2 separate regions of the Canis lupus genome follow, and region 1 is linked to region 2. The links are chromatin contacts, called in public Hi-C maps. All regions are on one chromosome and are shown on one strand. Each heading gives the region's core, a stretch centred on a gene start, on an enhancer-like site or on the middle of the called end of the contact. The rest is flanking DNA. Distances are from core to core; before and after follow the strand shown. Region 1 overlaps ABLIM1 (actin-binding LIM protein 1). Region 2 overlaps ABLIM1 (actin-binding LIM protein 1).

Region 1 (5,650 bases), core at 2,698-5,197, 210 kb after region 2:
TTAATAAAGACAGTTACATGTCGGAAAAGAATATAAAAAAACAAAAGTAGGGATCCCTGGGTGGCGCAGCGGTTTGGCGCCTGCCTTTGGCTCAGGGTGCGATCCTGGAGACCCGGGATCGAATCCCACATCGGGCTCCCGGTGCATGGAGCCTGCTTCTCCCTCTGCCTGTGTCTCTGCCTCTCTCTCTCTCTGTAACTATCATAAATAAATAAAAATTATAAAAAAAAAAAAAAGTATATGGATAAACAAATTGTGGTATAGCTTTACAGTGGAATACTACTCAGCAATAAAAAGGGAATGAACTATCTCTATATGTAGGAACATTGATGAACCATGCAGACCTTACCCTGAACCCTACACAAAAGAGTATGTAATATATGAATCCATTTATGCGAAATCCTAAAACAGGCAAAGCTAATTAGAACCATGGTTGTCTGGGGGTTACAGACTTCACTGACAAGGAACACAGGGACTATCTGGGGGATACAGAACTGTTCAATATTGTGATACAAGTATGGGTTACAGGGATGTATCCATCTGTAAAAGTTGTGTAGCCAAGGGACGTCTGGGTGGCTCAGCAGTTGAACATCTGCCTTCAGCTCAGGGCGTGATCCCTAGTCCGGTGATCGAGTCCCACATCGAGCTCCCTGCAGCGAGCCTGCTCCTCTCTCTGCCTGTGTCTCTGCCTCTCTCTCTCTCTCTGTGTCTCTCATGCATAAAAAATAAAATCTTAAAAAAAATCATGTAGCCAAGATTTGTACATTTCAATGTCCATCAATTGCACCTTTAAAAAACAACACTAGAAGGAACAGAAGTTTAGATAAAGCAAGGATGGCAGAGTATTAATGACTGTTGAAATCGAATGATGGATCTATGAGGTTCATTATACTATTTTGGTCATGTTTATGACTGAAATCTTGAAACATATGCAGAGTAAAGGATGTACACTGAATTTTAACTGCGTGTCACAGCAATTCATGATCAGATATTTAGGCTTCTAATATTTTTTAGCTTTAAAATTTCAACTGGCTGATTTCTGTTCTTTGCATTCCTTCCTTTTTGAATGGCAAGCAAAAAATTTCAGTGTTCTATTTTCAAGCTTTTTCTCTAAATACCACACTGTTTGTGAGGGAAGTCTTTATTACTAGTAATCAAAAAGACAAATTGTACACAATTACTAATACATTGCCTTTCTAAAGCATCGGTTTTTGAAATACCATAGATATTTCAATTAGGAGAATTTTAATTAGATGAGTAAAACTTACAGGTCTAGTAAATAATCTGAGGACAGAGTTTGTGGAATTACAAATTTTAATGATAAAAAAATCTGCTTGTATTTTAACACCAATGTTTTCTATATTTCTTGTCTTTAGCCCATGGTCTGTCATGACTATACATTGAACAATATACGAGAAAGAATAAAAACATAGTAAAATGGCATCATACTCAGTATCGCTAGAAGTGTTCATATAAATAAATTAACCTCACCAATTAAAATACTAGACATTCTGAGGTTTCCATATGATTCATTTTTAAGTGATTTAAATATCTTATTTAAAAGATTACTTCATTTGTTAATTTTTTAAACAGAAATTATATCTGATACTATTACTAAATACATGAACTCGAGGAGTATCTAAATAAATTAATTCAGACATTTGTAAACCCTAATAAGAGAAATTCTATCACATATAATTTATGCTGAGTAAAACTTGATAGTTATGATGCATGGAATAGCCTTCGCGAAATACTTTGAGTTTTACAATCTTAGATATAAACAAAATAAAATTATATGCACCTTCAGCCCGAAATGCCTTATAAACTTCCTCACCGACATACTCTCTACCTACTGATCCAAAGTATTTTACTCACTTTTGACAATCAATTCAAAGACCACTTCTTCCTTGAAGCTTCCCCTTCAGTTCCTAGTCTAATTCATTACTCTACCTTCTGCTGCTACAGCAGTTTATCTAACCTAAATTATAGCACATTGATGTCATGGGATCATTTGTTGCGTGTTTCCCAACAGATGTAGGTTTTTAGTAATGGTGGACGAAGTGGTAGGTATTACTGTACTCATCCTACAGATGACAAACCAAAAACTGAGAAAGATGAAACTTCCCCTCGGGGCCCACTGCCTTCAGTGGATCCTTGTGTCCCAAGCCCATGCTCTTAAAGACCATAGGAAGACTGTCCTCAGAGCTGCCTAAGCAGATGACAATCGCCTCCAAAGTACCTGGTCTGTGCTTTACACCTTACATATTCTATATGTTGAATTTGGTCTTAGTTTACATTCAACACTGTGAGAATAAGACATTCAATTAAAATAGCTTATCAGTTCACTCATGTGAGCAGAGTTCAGAAGGTTCCCAAACGTGGGCTGGGGGCATGGTACACCATCACCCTCTACTGGAGAATCAGTTTCTCACATGAAACTTGCATGCCTTCTCACCAGAATGAGCTAGACTCCACTTAGGAGTCAATGTACTCAATATTTATTCCCTGGGGAAATCTGTGGATTCTCTTTGTAGAAATAATGTGTAAAGTGTATACTTACATGCCCAGAAATGCCGGAAAACAAAAGCTATTGGGCTTATGCCCCCATGAAACATGAACTAGTTCTCAATAATGTGGTTAGATCAGCAAGGACTGACTTGAATAACAGGGATATTCTATGCCTGTAGGACTCTATGCCTAACTTCAGGCTGCCACTTGCCACCTGTAATTTACTTGGCATTTTTGTGGTTTGGCTTTTCTAATAACTTGGTGATTTGAATAATTTCCCATTTTCTCTCTCTCTCTCTCTCTTTTCCCTTCCCTCTTCCTTCTGCTCTTTTCCCCTCTTTCTGCCATACATGCTCTATCACAACATCTCTAAGGTATCTTGGAGTAACAAGAATTTAAATAGTAACCATATAAACTATGAAAAAGTAACTGTGTAGTGCTTCTTAGTAGAATATTTTTTAAAAGGGAAATTATCTATAAATTTGTGTTAGCCAGCTAGCTACTAAACTAGAAGTTGGGATGTGCATTACTCATTGGCAGAGATTTCCTAATGCTCTGTTTCAGCTTTCCTTAAATTGGTTATAGCTCATTTATTTTTCATATAATTTTCAATAAAGTGATTCACTGGCAAAGCCTGACTTTGGTCAGTCCGAGGGGGAAAAAGATTAACTTAATGGCAGGGTAAATCAGTCTCCCCCTTCTGAGTGGCTGTGAGGTCCAATGTCTTTTTTCTGGCAAGCCTGGGAATGTGAAAGTACACTTTGTTACAGACTGTTTCTACAAAGAGAATCCACAGATTGTTTCCAAGGATAAAGATTTAGTGGATCACCAACTCTAATAAGGAGTCAAGTCCAACTTCAGTGAGTTCTGATTCTCAAAGACAAACTCATGAATAGTTCATAAGCTGAAGTAAAAAAGCTGCTTTATAATTCCTTTCATGTATACTAGTCTTAAGACTTTTTCAAAGGTTTGGGTAATTTTGCCAAACATTTCTGAGCTCACTGAAGGACCTTTTAAATAATACGGTGAGGGCAAAGAAATAGAAGTTTGAGCTCCCTTTTTCATCAGCACCAGGTCTGGTTCTTCAACTAAACATGTGCAGAGTCAGCTCAAAATCAGCTGAGAAATGTCTGGTTCGTGCCATGACCTCTAAATGGAAATGTACTTAGATATAGGGATATTTGTGCTTATGCTCAAGACTTCTGGGCGAGAGCATAGGAATTCTTTAAATGCTGAAACCAGACAACAGGCAGAACCCTGGCTTGACTAGAACATACCAGCCTGAGCTATGTTTTAAAGCAATAGTTTATTGACAAAGTCTTAAGAACAGGATATGAAGCCAACAAGTAAGTATACTCGCTAGACATCAACCGATAGCCGGAAGTCAGATATGAGCACCCATGAGGATCTTGCCAGATCCACAAGGGGACACAGGTCACTGGTGGGCAAGATGCAAGTTAGCCGGGAGGGGCAAAGGCCTGAAATGTGGAAACTAGAAGGAGTATTCCAAAAAACATTGTTTGAAAGAATGAAGGAACTGGGGGTGGTTTGGGGATAAGCAAACACAGGAGACAGAGAAAATATAAGAAGCCACTCATTCAACAAAACTGGATGTAGGCCCTTGGTGAAAAAGTCTGTATACCATGCCAGGCACAAAAACAAATGCACTCTCTTGAATATAGTGCCATGCAAGAGCAGAAATGAGCAAGAAATGAAGTCATGGCATCTTCCAAGGACAGTGATTTAAGATATCATTTTACTTTGTGCAGGTAGCCTCAACATTCAAAATCATAACAAAAATGTGAAAGTGTTTGAAATAATCTTGTTTTGTGTGTAGAACCCTGCAGAATAAGGGCCTCGGTGTGGGTGGTGGGACAGGGGTGCTAATCAAATTGTTTGTAAATATATTTCTTTACGTTGTTTTCCAAGACAAATAGCCAATGGGTCAGGTTTACCCTGCTAACTCAAATACAAAGCAATCACCACTCTTCCCAAAAAGGACTGGATCCATTTATAAGTCACCAAGTCAAACTCAAATCTCCAAACCTGAATTTCAAGTGCAAGACTATACTCCTTCTTGATGTCACCCAAGAATCTGACAATCAATTAGCCGGAATCTGTTGATTATCTATTACGAGCAGAATAAATGATATCTAATTAGGTAAGGAGACAAAACGAACGACATGCAAATAAGTACAGCAAAGGGCAAAGGATTAGAAGGCCTTTGGGAGTTAAATCAATTTAGGCATAAAAAAAATTAGGTATAGGCTCTCTTTATAGGACAGACTTCATATTATTTTTTTTTACAAAGCTCATTCTATTATCTGAGTCACATAAATAATAATGTATTAGCAGCAGCAGCAGCACCAGCGTGGTCACCAATTCACTGTCAGTTTCCAGGATACCCTTATCAATCAGTAAATCCTATACAATGAGTTTTTCTCACATATGTCCCCTAGCAACATTGATACCAAACTTGACCCTGAGAAACAAGTCAATGCGCATTCCAAAATGCTGGAAGTACAAACAGCAGGCAGTTACAAATCCCAACACCCATTTTTTTTTTCCTGGTATACAAAGTACAGCTTGCAGTCTACAAGAGGAGAGAGAACCATTTCCAGACACCAATGTGACGAAGCCTGAGGCTAGAGACATCCAAAGCAATTGCTGAATTATGATCGGCAGAAGAAGGGTCATAAGAGATAAGCTTTGAGGGAAATATTTTCCTAAAAGCAGAGAACTTGTTCTGTTGTTTGACATGCAACATCCCCCAAAGGGTTTCATTATCCCAACTCGATATAAAAAGAATGACCTGCTACTCTGATTCATTATGTTTCGGAGTTTTAACAGTAAAAAAAAAAAAAAAAAAGGTTAAGGCCCTGCCCAGTCCTGTGGAAAACCAAAACAACCTCTCCTTAGACTTCCAGGAAGCCTATATACTTTCACACATGCAGAATGGCAAATGAGGCCAGCTCTGCTCATAGAAATAAAATGTGAGTCAATGCTATCATTTAACTCTTCCTAGTAACTGCATTTAAAACGTAAAAGGAAACAAGTGAAATTATAACAATTACTTCATCTAACTGAACATATCAAAATACACTATCCCTTCAACGAGTAGTCAATTAGACACACAGGGTCT
Region 2 (5,172 bases), core at 600-3,099:
GGATATATAGAGATGTAGCTAATTCATGAGCCATTTATTGCAAATACACACTTCACTAAAGGTGGGGTTAAAACAGGAAGAAATGCAAGCAGTGGAGGGACTCCAGTGGTGAGGAAGACATAACCAGTTTGGGGAAGATCCCCAAATTGCTACTGTCTAGAAATTGAGCTCCCAGTAGATACCAGGGACTCAATTTACTTTTCAACTAATGAGTGGAACAGTGGAAAGCAATGTAATATAATTAAGAATAGTTTTTTAAAACACAGAAACAGTTTTTTTTATGTGCAAGGCTAGTCTGTTGTGCTGATAGAATGTTTGAGAGACTCTTAACTTGTATAGGTCAAATTTAAGAAAAGAAAGGAAAAGAGATGCCAAATACTATTCATTTACTTATGCAGGACCCCATTTGATAATGCTATAGTTTTGCTTTGACTGCAAATACTCAGGAAATTTCAAAAGGTTTGTTTCCCCAGGATTTTGGGCACTGTATCTTGGTGGGGGCATTCTTCATGCAAAAAGTTGCAAATGTACAATACTGATTTTCAAGGTTCAGTGAAGCTCTATATTAAAAGGCAGTTCTATCTTAGTGGTAGGACTCTCACTGAACTTTCCCCTGTTTTATTAGGTAAGTTTGGAATGCAAAAGAAAAAATACTATTACAGATTCCAAATATGTGTCCTAATATTAACATAATGGGTAATTTATTAAACCACTTTCAGTAGCTTAAAAGAAACAAAAAATGTACTTCTGATGGAAAAAAAAAATATCGTGACCTCCGATGGCCAATCTTGCCCTTGAAAATTGAGTTGACCCTAAGTGTTGATATTGATGGGTTCTGAGTTTTCCAGTAGTTGATGGGAATTTACTATTTGTACCATGACAGCAAATGCTTATGACTTCAGCAAAGCTTACAGCACCAAGCCTAAATTGCAAGATATCTTTATGGGCTAAGAAGGTAGTCAGTTGGTTATACATTGCAGAAAGACCAACCAATTGATCCAATTTTACACTTCTCTCAAAGGTCCATAGAAAGAATCTCCATATTGGAGACCAACAGGAAAAAATAAAAGTACTCTTGAGTGACGCTGTGGTTTAATCTTTAGGATGAGAAGATAATTAGATTGCCATTGTGATAATCAATGACACGAAACCACAGAGTGCTATCTTAGAAGGCATTAATATACAGGTAAAAATGAAATCTTAGTCAAAACAAAGCAACTCAACCCTCCTTCCTTCACTCTCTATTTCCCATCTCCCTTCAAAAAATTTTGAGAAAACTCAAGCCTTCCATACAATCCTTGGCATTTCACATCCAAAACCTCTGAATGGCCCTCTGGGTCAGATCCTGCAATTTAGGGTTTGTCGACTGTGTGCACCCCGATGAAGAGAGCGTGAGGAATGAGACGAGACAGGTCACAGGGCTACAATCTACACCGTGACAGGACACCCAGACAAAGACTGTGTCAGCTCCTACCTGGAACATGGAAATGTTTAGGGGCCTGAGCATAAGTTGGAGTGAGAGGACGACTGTCTGGCCGGTAAGGGAGAGGGGAGTTCCGGCCGCTGGACGGCTCATTGCCTCCAATGAGAAGAATGGAGAAAACAAAATAAGAGAAGGGACAGCAATAAAGAAAACAGAGCAAGCATAATAAAAATTCAAAACAAATCGGAAGGAGGTACATCCAAAAGGAGAAACAAAAGAAACAAACTCAATTTATCAACTTGGCTCACAAGGTGATAGAGGGTTTAGTTTTCCACAAGAGAGACTGGAGTTCGCATGGAACTGGGTTAAAAGCAGCTAGCAGTAGGATGCGTCATTCCAATGGCATGCGGTTGACGGCCGTGAGCTAGCAGCAAACTGATTAGATGGAAAGTACATTAAGAGTCATGGAAGGTCACTTGCTAATGATTCAGGTTCAGTTGTCAGACGATTAAATCCCAAGCATGTGAAGGGGCGGGAAATGCAAGCCCAAATACAGTCACTTCCAGGCACGATGGCAGAGGCTGATGACTGCAGTAGTTTTCTCTGAATGGAAGGCTACGTCTGGGAACCTGCATGGTCACCCAGTCCCTCCCCTCAGCAATGCAAAATGCCTGCACTTGCAGCAAATGTTTCTGCTTCCTCACCATGAAATACCATATACACTTTCTCCCAGGGACTTTGAGACCACTTATACCTCTCTCCACCTGTCTCTTCCAAGAGGCTCCACCCAGTCCCACAATTCACCATTAGGTGAATTGAGGCCTCCACTGAGGCTCCACCCAGTCCCAAAACTCCATCTGTGAAACAGGTATGGACACCTACCATGGCTGGGCACTGAGCTATAACCAAGGACATGGAGATGAATAAGATGTTACACCTGCCTATGAGGGGGTCAGGTCTCAGAAGCTAAGGAGACAGGCTATGACGTGGACATGCTTACTCAGGTGACGGTGCCATCAATTCCTCTAGAAAGCTAAGATGTTAGACTGAGCAGGGCATTGAGGAGTAAGCACACCAGGTGGGTGGTGGGCTGAGCGGTGAGCAGGCCCAGATTCTAGATAGCTTGAACTCATCTTGAGGAAGGCAGGCCCATGGTGTGTGGGAACAACAGGACTGGCCACTGGGACTGTACAGCAGGGTGTGCTTAGAGGAGAGAATAGGTAAAGGACTAGAAAAGATTGCTGGCACTTGGCTGTAAAGCTTGGAGTGCCACCAAGGCCACTGTCACTCCCTTCTGATCAGGATGAACTGAGGTCTGTGCTGAACTGGTTGGAGATTAATTGTTATCCTAAACTGTCCTCCTACCTCATGTCTAAGAAAACATCTGCCCCAAGAATACACCAGAAGATGTAGGGGACTATTAAAAGCTAATAAACTATCATGTGATTACTTTTGTTCCTGAGTTATAAATAAGACTTCTTTATACATTCTGGATACAAATCCCTTATCAGATAGATATCTGACTTGCAAATATTTCCTCCCATTCTGCAGGTTGTCTTTCACTATCTTGATAGTGCCCATTGAAGCACAAAAGTTGTAAATTTTGATAAAGTGTAATTTATCATCAATTAATGGTGACATTATGAAATAAATCATAGATCTATAGAAAACAGAGCATGAGCTCATTTCCTCAAGTAAGCCAAGCTTTTCTGAGTCTGTCCACAAAGTATAAAAGATGCCAATTGCTGGAGTTTTAAAATAACATGCTTACTAGAGTTTTAACTTCTCAATACGGTATTTTTAGGTAACCAGAGCACACATTTGTACTGAATGGGCAGCAAGATCTTCCAAATGAGATTTGAATTTGTTGCTGGCTTCAGTTTAGATTCCAGATTTCTGGTTATCATGTTCTGAAGCTTTTCTTTCTTTCTTTTTTTTTTCTTTTTTCCCTTAAGAGTCAGTTTTACAGTTAGTTCCCCATACATTGTAACGTGGACTTTAATATTTAGATCAGATATTAGCTTTGAAAAAGTATGATGTTTCACCCCCAACTGCTGATCTATTAAAAGGTTAATTAAAAAAAAAAAGTTATTTCATGTGTTATCACTATTCCAAAAGATAACCAGTTCATGTCTGAAAAAAAATGAAAAGACACAGGTAGAGGTGAACAGAAGGAAGAATGTGGTTTGCATTTAGAAGGAAATCCTGTCTTAAAGCTGAGGCTGAATTAGAACTGGGTCTCATTCATCTTTCTACGCTCAGCATAGTGCCTGGCCAAGACTAGGTGCCTTCTAAATGTCTGCAAATGAATGACTGAAATAGCTCACAAATGAATTCTTGAGCTATTAATGGCTGCATTTAGTAAGCACCACTGCAGGATTAACAACCATCATCTTGCTCTTGAATAAAGGCAGTCAGATGCCAGTATTGTGCAGCAGGGTCACAGCGGCACCTCTTTTTTTATAACTTTCCCACTAGATCCTCGATGGCCCCAATTTAACTATTTCACTTCAGAGGAAGTGAACAGAATTTATTCACAAGAGTAATCCATAATTGAAAAACACAATACTTCTTGTGAGCTATTCTCAAAAGAAGATCTAGAAAGACAACTTTCTCACCTTATTTGGGGTTGTCTTTTGAAGACTTGCTACATATCTTGAGCACTGGCTGCTACTGCTTCTGAACCATGCTGCTCCCTGCCCTTCAACTCTACCCTCCTTGTACTTGCAGAAGAACATTAGACATCTCAGGGGAATGTTCACACAGGTTTTGGTGATAATGCCCAATCGGATGAAACTCCATTACATTTGTTTTGAAGATTATTAGCCAGTGGCATGCACACACAAAAATATCTGCATAGATGGGATGCAAAGGTTTAAGGATGTTAGAATTAGCATTTGCCCAAGTATTAAGAATCTATCATGGAGATGCTCTGCTGGCAAGTGGCAGTAGGAGCCCACCGCTGCTCAGATATGGTTGACAATTCTCAAAGGCTGGGGAGTGACTGTGAATTCCTGATGGGTGAATTCTGGCTGAATGCTGTTTCTTGTTGGATATAGTTCTATATTAGGCTGCCTATTTCAGCAACCATTGACCTTTCTAGTTGTTTAAAAAAAAAAAACAAACAACCTCACTGCTATGTTCAAGTCCTTATAAATAGATTTAATGCTAGAATCCATTAAAATCTCCCACGAAACATGTTAAAGCACTAGGTAAAGAGAGACTAAGCAATGTACCCATCTAAGGGATTCTGTGCAATATGATTTCCACACGTCACAATGGTTCACTGGGAACGATGTCTCAGAATATTGTTGCTAGGTACCAAACTCTTAGCCCTCAAAATACCAAAGGCAGTAAACATTTTTTGGCTTTTTTTTTTTTTTTCTAATGTAGGGCTTGAAACTTACAACCCTGAGATCAAGACCTGAGTTGAAATCAAGAGTCGGACGCCCTCAACTGAGCCATTCGGAGCACCCCCATTTTTTGGCATTTTAAAAGAAAAAGCAAAATTCTTAAGATGAGTCCTCTTTCCTTTTTCTGACTTAAACATCCAATCTTGAAGTGATAAAACTTTAAATGTATTCTAGAAGGAAACAACTGATGAGGGCCCTAAGAGCTTATTTTTACGTTTGGTGCATTACTTAGGCAAAGTAATATATATGGTGTCAGATGAAAGATCATATACAGAAGATATTACCATCATCATCATCATCAGTTTGAAACATACACTGTTTAAAGGTAATATAATA

Evidence for each region. A called contact is a pair of places that touch in the nucleus more often than the background predicts.
Region 1: a Hi-C map of skin fibroblasts shows a contact between it and region 2, with 1.6 times the contacts expected there. The contact joins two enhancer-like sites. A contact is called at or near these places in 2 of 9 Hi-C or Micro-C datasets (liver and skin fibroblasts).

The regions. Positions count from the first base shown.
Region 1 is chr28:25,777,449-25,783,098 of UU_Cfam_GSD_1.0, forward strand. The region is part of intron 2 of ABLIM1 (actin-binding LIM protein 1); the gene reads right to left. Among named protein-coding and RNA genes, the nearest start is that of ABLIM1, 63 kb to the right of the region's middle. Within about 2 kb of position 3,948, at least 2 of the 20 cell types and tissues checked have an H3K27ac peak or open chromatin away from gene starts, as enhancers often do.
Region 2 is chr28:25,572,037-25,577,208 of UU_Cfam_GSD_1.0, forward strand. ABLIM1 (actin-binding LIM protein 1) reads right to left here. Exons shown (of 26, transcript XM_038578864.1): 16 at 1,475-1,579. Among named protein-coding and RNA genes, the nearest start is that of AFAP1L2, 83 kb to the left of the region's middle. Within about 2 kb of position 1,850, at least 3 of the 20 cell types and tissues checked have an H3K27ac peak or open chromatin away from gene starts, as enhancers often do.